2 separate regions of the Mus musculus genome follow, and region 2 is linked to region 1. Evidence: chromatin contacts called from public HiChIP or PLAC-seq data. All regions are on one chromosome and are shown on one strand. Each heading gives the region's core, a stretch centred on a gene start, on an enhancer-like site or on the middle of the called end of the contact. The rest is flanking DNA. Distances are from core to core; before and after follow the strand shown.

Region 1 (5,259 bases), core at 1,988-4,487:
TGCAAGCGTGCGAAGCAACGCCAGCCTTCTCACTTGTTTTCCTTCCTTTGAGGGAAAGGTTGTTTTTCATAGAATATTTTGTGTTAACGTTAACAGGCTTATTATAGTCATGTTTAAGTCAACCAGTAAATATTTAAAAGGTTTCCTCAGATTTATTTTTTTATCACTATACATATGGACAGAATCTGTACAAATACAACCATTTGTAGTCTTTAGTAATCTTTTGTAATATTTGTGTCTATGTATGTTCATCGTTGTGCAGATTCATTTGTGTGCACGTAAGTGTGTAAGTGTGTGTGTGTGTGTGTATGTGTCAGAGAAAAATCTCAGACCTTTGGAGCCATGCACTTTTGTTGATTTGATTTTTTTTTTTTGTTTTTTGTTTTTTTGAGATAGGGTTCTCTGTATAGCACTGGCTATCCTGGAACTCAATCTATAAACCAGGCTGACATCAAACTCCCAGATCTGCCTTGCCTCTGCCTCCTGAATGCTGAGATTAAAGGCATGCACCACTACCACTGGGTTGAGACAGGCTATTCCACTAGCATGGACCTAAGCAAGTCACTAGAGTGTCTGACCAACAACACAGTGAGGTTTCTGTCTGCGTCTACAATGCTGGGATGAAAAGAACACACTACCATGCCTGGATTTACAAGTAATTACATGTATCGTGTGTGTGTGTGTGTGTGTGTGTGGGGCATGGGTATGGTGTGATATGTGTACCACTATTTTACTTAAGGAGATCAGAGAACAAACCTGCATGACATTGGCTGTCTCCTTCTACTTCATGGATCCTAAATATCAAACTCAGATCCGGTCTTGGTGATAAGTACCCTTACCCTCTGAGCCATCTTGCCAGCCAGCCCTTCCTTCCCTTCCTCCCTCCCTCCCTCCCTCCCTCCCTCCCTCCCTCCCTCCCTCCCTCCCTCCCTCTTCCTTCCTTCCTTCCTTCCTTCCTTCCTTCCTTCCTTCCTTCCTTCCTTCTTTCCTCTTTCTTTTTTTCTTTCTCTCTCTTTCTTTTTTCTCTTTCTTTTCTCTTTCTTTCTTTCTTTCTTTCTTTCTTTCTTTCTTTCTTTCTTTCTTTCTTTCTTCCTTCCTTCCTTCCTTCCTTCCTTCCTTCCTTTCTTTCTTGTTGTGAGCCTACCTTTTAATGGCTGACCCATCTTTTCAGTCCTTTATTTCCTTTTAAATTGGGATTGAACCCAGGTCATTGTGCTCGCAGGCAAGCACCACACTGACAGAGCCATCCCACAGCCCTTATTGTGGGATTTTAAAGAGTGTAACAGACTCGTGAGATCAACCCATTTGAGAATTGTTAGTTCAGGGTCTATAGACTCCCGGGCTTAAGTGTTTGGGTACAGACTCTGCCATTGTCATCTTAGGCAAGTTACTGGCCGTCTTGAGACCTAATTTCCTTATCTGTAGACTGTTACTTTCCTTATTCAGTCACTGAGACCAGCAAAAGATAGCACTGGACACTGATCATTTTTAAAATGCTAATTATTCTTATCATAAAAAAAGATGGGATGTCTTCTCTGTGGGTAACCATCTGCTAAGTGCTGTAAAGGCTGCACAATGGCGAACGTCACAGCTCCCACTCTAAAAGGGTCCTGTCACCCAGCAGAGTGGAGATGCCCAGGTTGTCAGTCTGTACCTTTCGGTTAGATTCCGAACCTGCCTGGGATTTATGGTCTGATTTCGAATTAGTCACTTTCTTTGGGAAAAGCCAGACTATATGCCTTTATAAAGATCCACTGAAGGGACAACACATTTCCACGTGTCCACTTCAGGCGAACCGTCCATTACATCAGGCGGTTTTCCCTTTCCCTTGAAGACAAGCACCAAGTCCTCTTCTGTTCCGATCTCCAGAACCTGCCTTCTTGTGATAGTGTAATCAGCCACTAGAGGGCGCCCCCTTCATTTCTTGCTCATTTGCTTTTCTTTCTGCAGTCTTAGCTGTGATGTGAGACATGTTTAGCTTGATGGCTGCCTTACATTTTGCTTGAGAAATAGTCTTTTAAAACACGGGTCTCACGTAGCCCAGACCCACCTTAAACGTGTAGCTGAGGCCAGCCTTGAACTCCCAGATCTTGACTTCTGCCAAGTGCTAAGATGACGGGCACATTTTTGTTTTTTGTTTTTTTGCCACACCCAGACTGTCTCTTGTTTTTAAAATTAGCGGTGCTTACAGAAATGCTTTAAATTTGACCTTTTTAAAAAAATATACATTGTTGTTTTGCTTGCATGTTTTGTGTCTGTGTGCGGGTGTTGGATATTTGAGTCACAGAGAGTTTTGAGTTGTCATGTGGGTGCTGGGAATTGAATCCCAGTACTCTGGAAAAGCAGTCAGTGCTCTTAACCACTGAGCCATCTCGACAGCCCCACTGAAATGTCTTTAAATAAACCTGGGGCGGTGGGATGAATGTCGCTGCCGCTGCCCAGCCTTTCCAGAGCATCTGTTTTCTCACCAGATCTGCACCAAGGGCATTTCACGGGCATCTCCTGGAATCGCGGGGCCACAGTGTGTGTAAGGTGGCTGTACTTGTATTCTAACGACTGCAAGCTCAGATTCTAGTTGGTTACGTAATCTCTGCTACATCCGTCTTGACAGGACATTTGATATTGTGAGCCATTCTCCCCAGGGCCATATCCCCGCTGGCTGTAAGAAAAGCCCAGGATAGGTTTTGGGTTTTATTCTACAAGAGTGGTTCCTGGGTTTATCGGACACAATGCTTTCTGTAACAAATATTTTGTGATAAGTAATTTGGCTGGCTGTTTGTTTTGAGCGGAACAGACCGGACCAAACCAATGTGGAATTCAATCACCGAGGCCTTGCAGCCAATTAACTAAGTTGCAACTGAGCTCCGGGCTGACGACTAAGGTGTAGCCAATTATTTTTTATGTCTCACTTTTTTTCTCCTGTAAATGCTATGTGTTCATGCTGTTGGCTGGAGTTCTCAGAATCTGCCCTGGTGTTTGGAGCTGCCCCATGTGAGAATCCTGGGTCTGGAGATAGCTCAGTCAGTAAAGTGAAGACCTGACTTTTGAGCTTCCATTTCACCCAAGCTGGCCATGGTGACATATCCTTGCACACCCACCACTGGGGATGTGGCCAGCTGAAGAAGGATCTATCCTAAAAAATACATGACTTGCTGCCAGTACCAAAGGTCTATAGCATGTGGGCACCAATTCCCAAGTATTCCACCAGAGGGCGGTATACCCTCTTCAACCCCTGCAAATTGCTTGGTTCCTAATCCTTTTCTGTGGGTGACAAGGGGCCTCTGTTAGAGGACTGGAGGTCCCCTGGGTGGTAAGGGGGGTGAAGAGGGAAGTGAAGAGAGGAAGTCACAGAGCATAGAGATGACCCCCAACTTAGTGTGGTAGATTTCTAGTCACATGGTATTCACCATGACTTCAGTTATGTGCTTGACAGTTTTAATTTTGTTACTTGTCACTTGTTTGCAAGGTGATAATGAACTAGCGCATTTACTCTTGTCAAAATAGGGTTTTTTTTTCTATGTTTGATAACCGGTGATGAGTCTTTACTGAATAATTTTTTTTTAATCGACTTAAACTTTTGTTTAACCTGATATTACATGTGTTTAAATGGTAACTTTTAATGTTTAAGTGATGTGTAGGCATAAAACTTGCATCATTGACATAATTAGAGTGTAAGAGAGAGAGAGAAAGACAGAGAGAGAGAGAGAGAGAGAGAGAGAGAGAGAGAGAGAGAAGAAGAAGAAGAAGAAGAAGAAGAAGAAGAAGAAGAAAACAGAAACAGTGTTACTAAATTCTTGCTGACCCTGACCCTGTCTGGTCTCTTTCTCACTAAAGCGTTGTCTAGGGAAAGATTTATCTGCGTAAAGACAAGTTAGTGCAGAGTCTTGACCATCCTTCAAGTAGCCAATAGGATGAGCAGCAATGCAGCATGAATAATTTTCCCACCATGTATATTGACATTCTATAAAGCATCCTTCAACCTTCAAACCATTTCCCTTATCCTGTGCACAAACAGCCAGTCATTGTGGGGGCGGGGTGAGATTAGGGGTGGGGGTGGTCAGTGGCTCCCTGGATGTGGAGTGTAGGTAGGGTCTACTTAAGAGTTGTGTGTTCTGTTCTGTGCATATGCCCTCTCTGAGTCTCTGTATCTCATCCCTCAAAAGAAGATGTTGGAGTAGATCTCATTCTCTCTCTCTCTCTCTCTCTCTCTCTCTCTCTCTCTCTCACACACACACACACACACACACACACACACACACACACGAACGCACGCACGCACTCAGAGAGTTCTGTGATGAGCCATCCTACTCTCACGACTTGTAAGAAAGTGAATGTTAATCTCTGCTTCCCAGGAAGGAGCTTGTAGAGGGGAATCCCCTGAACAAGACCAAGAGGGTTTTTACAGGCTGAGAGCTGTGTCATAAAACCAACGGCTGGGGATCCAGACCTCTGCGCAAGGACTTGGCTCTGGAGCAGGGCAGGGGAGAAAGAGGAGACTGCAGTTGCAGGATCTCTGAGATGGGAAGGGGTTGGAGTTCACCTGCATGTGTGTTTGGGTGTATGCCTGTATGTTCATACTTGTGCTAAGGTCTATATAAGGAGGTCAGAGGACAACTTTGTGGCGTTGGTTTTCGCCTTCTCCTTTTGCAAAGTCCCAGGGATAGAATTCAGGCCATTAGGCTTTGGAGACAAGCGCTTCCCATGCTGAGCCACCTCACTGGCCCCAGCTGAGTGCTATTAAAATGCTCTTTGCTTAGGAGGCGGGAGCAGGTGGACCTCTGTGAGTTTGAGGCCAGACTGGCCTACAGAGTGAGTTCCAGGACAGCCAGTATTACACAAAGAAACCCTGTCTCAAAGAAGAAATCTCTTTGTTATCTACTTGGCTGTAAATTTTAGTGGTTACATTGTTGGTATTTATAGAATATTTCCTTAACTGTCTCAGTGTATCCCTGAATGAAAGTGTATCATTTTATGTGTAGCACAAGAAACTTACAATCTATTTTTATTCTCCCCTCCTGGAGCCATTATGTTATGTTTGTGCTTTTTAATATCTTATAAATATATTTATATATTGTCAATATTCTTTTGTTTAGTGATCTCTCTCTCTGCCTCTCTTTGGTCTCCCCGTTGTGTGTGTATGTATGAGTTTTATGTGTGTATGTGTGTGTTTGTTTGTTTGTTTGTTTTTTTGAGACAGGGTTTCTCTGTATAGCCCTGGCTGTCCTGGAACTCACTCCGTAGACCAGGCTGGCCTCGAAA
Region 2 (5,259 bases), core at 1,845-4,344, 220 kb before region 1:
ACATCAGGCAACCTATAACTGCTTGTAACTCCAGCTCCGGGAGATCTGACACCTACTTCTGGCCTCTGAGGGCACCCACACATGTGCAAATACTATCCCCATAAGATATACTAAAACGAATAAAATAAGCCAGGTCATGGTGGCACACACCATTAATCCCAGCACTTGAGAAGCAGAGGCAGGAGGATCTCTGTGAATCTGAGGACAGCCTGGTCTACAGAGCAAGTTCCAGGACAGCCAAAGCTACACAGAGGAACCCTGTTTCAAACAACCAAAAAATAAAAGAATAAAATAAATCAAGTAGACAAGCTTGTTTCTAAAGGGAGAGGGAACATGGAATTACCCTAGCAACTATTTCCTGGCTGAAGGACAGCAACTGAAGGCGTTGCTAAACGTCAGGAGATGGAGGCGGTGTGCCTAGCTCCCCGTGTCCTTCTATAGAGGCAATGAGCTCTCCTTTGCAGGGTCCACTCATTGCTGTGCACCCCCCTCCCCCACAGGCCTTCATGTGATACTGTTAAATAGCTAGGAAGCAGCTGCCACCTGCTGCCCTAGAAGCAGGCAGGATCTCACAGGTCATACTGCCAGCAGGCAAACCATCTAGGAGGTATGGGGTGTGGATCACCACTGCTTTTTAAAGTATGGTCTGGATGGCTCCAGGAGCCCTCCCTTCACACAGCATTCTGCTTCTAGGAATTCATCCCAGGGCCACAGATGATCTCTGTGCCTCCATCTCTGTGTTTCTCTCTGTGTGTCTGTGTCTCTGTCTTTGTCTCTCTCTCCTGGAGAAGGTTATTTGCTCCTGTGTACATGATGATGAGCAGAAACGGGGCTAAGGCCAATCAATAACTTACAGTGCTTTTGAACAGTGGATTGTAGTGTGCTCTTGTATGAAGCCCTGCTTGTGTACCAGGAAATAGGTTGATCTTTAAAATGAACTACTAATTGGCTTTTTTTGTTTTGGGACAGGGTCACCTGTAAGCATAGTCTAACTTCAAACCCGTTACGAATCTGAGGATGAATCTGAATTTCTGACCCTCCTACTTCCATCTTTGGAATGTTGGGATTATAGGCAGGTGCCAGCATGTCTGATGTTTGTTGTGGTGCTGCAGGTAAAAACCAGGGTTTTATACATGATAGATAAGAACTTGGTCAGTCCTAGATAAACTTTAACATTAAAACACTCAAGATTTAGTTTTTAAAGTGTGTGTGTGGGGGGGGGGGGGGTAGGTAGGTAGGTAGGTAAAAATACAATTTGCGAAAGTTGGTTCTCTTCTTCTATTTTGTGAATTGCAGAAATCAAACTTAGGCTGTCAGACGTGGCAGCAAGGCCAGAGAGCAGTATTTATTATGAATTCACTGGGGTGTGTGTTTGAGTGGTTCTGTTGTTTATTTGAAATCTTTTTTTCCTTTCTTCTCTCCCTCCTTCCCTTCTTGTCAACAGGGTCTTTCTATGAAGCCCAGGGTTCCCTAGAGCTTGCTTGTACCCAGTTCTTTCCTCAGCCTGGGGATTACAGGCATCCCACAGCACACCTGGCTCTGGGTTTGCCTGTGTGTTTTCATGGGTAGTTTTGCTCTTCAGACTATTTGGTGTCTGGATTCAGAGAGTGAGATCCAGGAGGCCCTGGATGCTACTGAACTAGAACCCTTGACTCTTGGGTTACATTGCAGAGAGCTGTGGCAAGGGCTGGACCTCAAATCCAAGGGAATCCATTGCTTCAATGTACTTGGGTTCTGGCGGCTGGAACAGGAGTTGAACAACCAGAGTACAGAGTATGGTTTGTGCTTCTATAGTTCTCGTGTCTCTGTGGTACTGGTGGGCATGTATTCTATCTAAAAAGCCATAGAGGACATAGGTTGGGTTTGCTGCTAGGGACTGGAATCAGGCCCTGGAGGAATCGGGTCGAAGGAAAACCTGACTTTTCAGTTTATATTCGTGCTGGAGTAGTTTTAAAACCTGGTGCCAAAAGTGTGTGTGTGTGTGTGTGTGTGTGAGAGAGAGAGAGAGAGAGAGAGAGAGAGAGGCAGCTCAGTGAAGAAAAGTATTACTTACCAACTCACCAGGCCTGAAAGCCTCAGTCCCATCCCTAGGCACCCATGGGAGAAGGTGAGAACACTCCTGTAAGCTGTCCTCTGACCTCCACATTGGCAACGCGGTGCCCAAGCCACACAATGCATAATTAATTAATTAAAAATAATTCAGGAGAGCCAGGCGTGGTGGCGCACGCCTTTAATCCCAGCACTCGGGAGGCAGAGGCAGGCGGATTTCTGAGTTCGAGGCCAGCCTGGTCTACAAAGTGAGTTCCAGGTCAGCCAGGACTACACAGAGAAACCCTGTCTCGGAAAAAAAAAAAAAAAATTCAGGAGCAGGCATTGATGTCCCTGTTGGATTTGAGCAGCTAGTTAGTCATTTAGACCAACGACGAAAGTGGAAATAACAATGTGGATTTCAAGGCTAGGTCATAGCAGGGCATCCAGTTACTTGATTCTTTTCTGTACTTGTTTTCTTTCATTCTTCTGTTATTGTTGTTGTTGGTTTGGTTTGGTTTGGTTTTGGTTTGGAGGCAGGGTTTCTCTGTGTAGCCCTGGCTGACCTGGAACTCGATCTGTAGACCAGACTGGCCTCAAACTCAGAGAGATCCTCCTGCCTCTGCCTCCTCAGTACTGGAGTTAAAAGTGTGCTCCATCACTACCCAGCATCAGAAAAACAATGGGGGGGGGTTGTGTTTTGAGACAGGGTTGCTCTGTGTAGCCCTGGCTGTCCTGGAACTCAGAAATCCGCCTGCCTCTGCCTCTGCCTCCCAAGTGCTGGGATTAAAGGCGTGCGGCACCACGCCCGGCAGAAAAACAGTTTTTAAGGGCAATCTATTTCAGTTTAAGGTTGGCAATTATTATTATTTTTTAATTGTTTAGATTAAAAAGCAAAACAAAATCCGAGGGCTGGACTAGAAAATCTCTGGGGAGCCTGAGTCCTACATCTTGACTTTCAGCAGAACGGTTGTGGGGGAGGGGCGACAGCACAAATTCCTCTCCCTAGAGGCTGGGATGGAAAGCAAACCAGGCACCGCGGCAGCTAGGCGGGGAGAAGCTCAGACTTTCCCAGGCGGTTCCTACGCGGAAGTGCTGGGGTGAGGGTGAGGGAAGCCAGGCCAAGGAGCCTGGTGTTAGAAGGAGCAGAGCCTGCAATAAATCACCTCCCTAACCTGCCTGCTTTCCTAGGCTGTCAGCTTGGTGGAGGGTGAGGGTGGGGGCGGGGCAGGGGTGTGCTGAAGCTGGCGGGGCACCAGAGGAGTCTACATTTCAATTGCAATAGGAAACCAACACCCTACACCTCTATTCCTCTGCCCCAGCCGCTTTTCCTTTTTCTCCTCCGTCCATCCTTTGCCCTGCCCTCCCCTTCTCTCTCTGTGGGCCCTCCTCAGCGGAGAGGGATCCACTCAGACATCAGGCCTGCAGTTCTGGTCCTCTCCGGCCTCCTTTACAGTGGGTTCGATTCCCTCCAGGGCTCCAGGCCATTCCATCTTCGGCACACATGTCTCATTCGGAGATCCAGCTTGGATGAGTGTAGCCCGATGATGGATGAGATAAGACATTAGGGCTGCCAGGCGAATGGCAGCTAGCCAGAGAGATAGGACTCTCACAAGATAGCAGAGCCACCCTGAAGAGAGCCTACAGCTACCAGGATACAATGTTCCTTGGGTGCTGCCCCCCCATCCCCACCCCATCGCCCATCCCCAGGCCTGGGCAGCTAGTGGTGCTGGAAGCACGGGGCAGAAAAGAAAGCCACAGACCCTCTGAATCCAGTACTTAGTGTACAGATCAGCTTTAGTGGGTGTTGTGCCTTTCCAAATGTCAAAAGCGGACACACACACCCTCCTCCCTACCCCCTGCCAGAAGATCCCATAGAGATGCTTGGATCGGGAAAGGTTGCTTATTCCAGCGGGCTACTCTGTGCAGGTGTGTATAATCGGCTCACTCATTCATTCATGCACACAATGTGGGAGTTCTCTATAGAGCTCAGCTGCCCACAGTAATGCCCATGTAGTCTTAGAGGAGCAGGCTGGTTTCAGTACAACCTTCCTAGCTGTGTGACCTTGACCAGGTCTACCCCTGCATAAATAGCAGCTCATCCCCTCAGGATTCTGTCAGGTGGCACAGGTAAATTGCTTAGAACAGAGCCCGACTTGTGAAAGATCGATGGATTCTTTCATCCACCCAAGAGCCCATACGTGTGTTTGTGTGTGTGGGGGGGGTGGGGGTGGGGTGCAGGGCTGCAATGTTTGAGGTTTGGGGGCCACAGCCAGGAACAAGTCAGAGGGGGTTCCTGGTCTTAGGTGGTTTATCCTCCAGGCGGAAGACTGGAGATAAGCAGACAATTGAATGAAGAACCAGGGAGATTCAGGTAAAGGGAGGAGACTGGAGACTGGAAGGGAGTGAACAATAGCCAGGAGCGGCCTGTGACCAAGGGCTGAAGAAAACAGATAAACCCAGATAAGCCAGACAGGGCGGCTGGAAGGCCAGGATGAAGATGTTATTTTAAGCCCCGTAGGAAGTGACTGTGCTTTAGTGTCTGTTTTGCTTTTTAGCCTACACAGTTGCAAGCAGAAGAAGGAGGAAGGAGTTGCCAATATTTTAAGCAGGGGAAGAGAAGAAGGGGGAAGTTAGAAGCAAGTGTCTGAGCAGCTACTGTGGTGGGGTAGGCAAGTGGAAAATGACAACCCTTCCCTGCTAGGTTCCTTGGCTAAGCTGAGCTGAGCGTTAAGCAGACACAGGCAGAGCAACAGGGGAATCCTACATTTAATTCCATACTCAGGTAACTGACAGCATGGAAAGCTACGGAGAGGAGCAGGGGCGTTCAGCCTCTGAAGGAGAGCTGGCAAGAAGACAAGGAGGTGTGTAGGGAACAAAGGCTGAGTCGTCACACAAGTCTTCCATGGAACGAGTCTTGGAGTAGCCCCGAGATGAGCAGGAGCTAGGCTGTCTGGGAATAGTGTCAACCTCCTCCTCCTTCCATGTCTGATAAATTTCCCGAAGCCAGGTATGACGGTGTATGACCATAACCCTAGAATTTAGGCAGCAGAGGCTCTTGAGTTTAGGCCAGTGGTAAAGGTCTTTGTCTAACATGGAGTTGATCCCAAACCCAGTAAAAAAAGAGATTTCCAGGGAGGGAATTCAGGACAACTAAGTTCTGTCAGAAGGATCTTACTATGTGTAATATTTATATTAAATATACACACACATCCCTTTTGTTGAAATTGG

Evidence for each region. HiChIP or PLAC-seq counts read pairs in DNA pulled down with a chosen protein or histone mark.
Region 2: an H3K4me3 HiChIP or PLAC-seq map of bone marrow-derived macrophages shows a contact between it and region 1, with 5 times the contacts expected there. The contact joins two enhancer-like sites. A contact is called at or near these places in 3 of 115 datasets of contacts at active chromatin or transcription factors (bone marrow-derived macrophages, extraembryonic endoderm stem cells and pancreatic cancer cells) and 1 of 9 other capture datasets (pancreatic islet).

Annotation. Positions count from the first base shown.
Region 1 is chr11:43,409,604-43,414,862 of GRCm38.p6, reverse strand. It overlaps Gm5782. Among named protein-coding and RNA genes, the nearest start is that of Pttg1, 14 kb to the left of the region's middle. Within about 2 kb of position 3,237, at least 46 of the 459 cell types and tissues checked have an H3K27ac peak or open chromatin away from gene starts, as enhancers often do. A contact at or near this core is called in bone marrow-derived macrophages, where this site is marked.
Region 2 is chr11:43,632,111-43,637,369 of GRCm38.p6, reverse strand. No RefSeq gene overlaps it. Among named protein-coding and RNA genes, the nearest start is that of Fabp6, 33 kb to the right of the region's middle. Within about 2 kb of position 3,094, at least 117 of the 459 cell types and tissues checked have an H3K27ac peak or open chromatin away from gene starts, as enhancers often do. A contact at or near this core is called in bone marrow-derived macrophages, where this site is marked.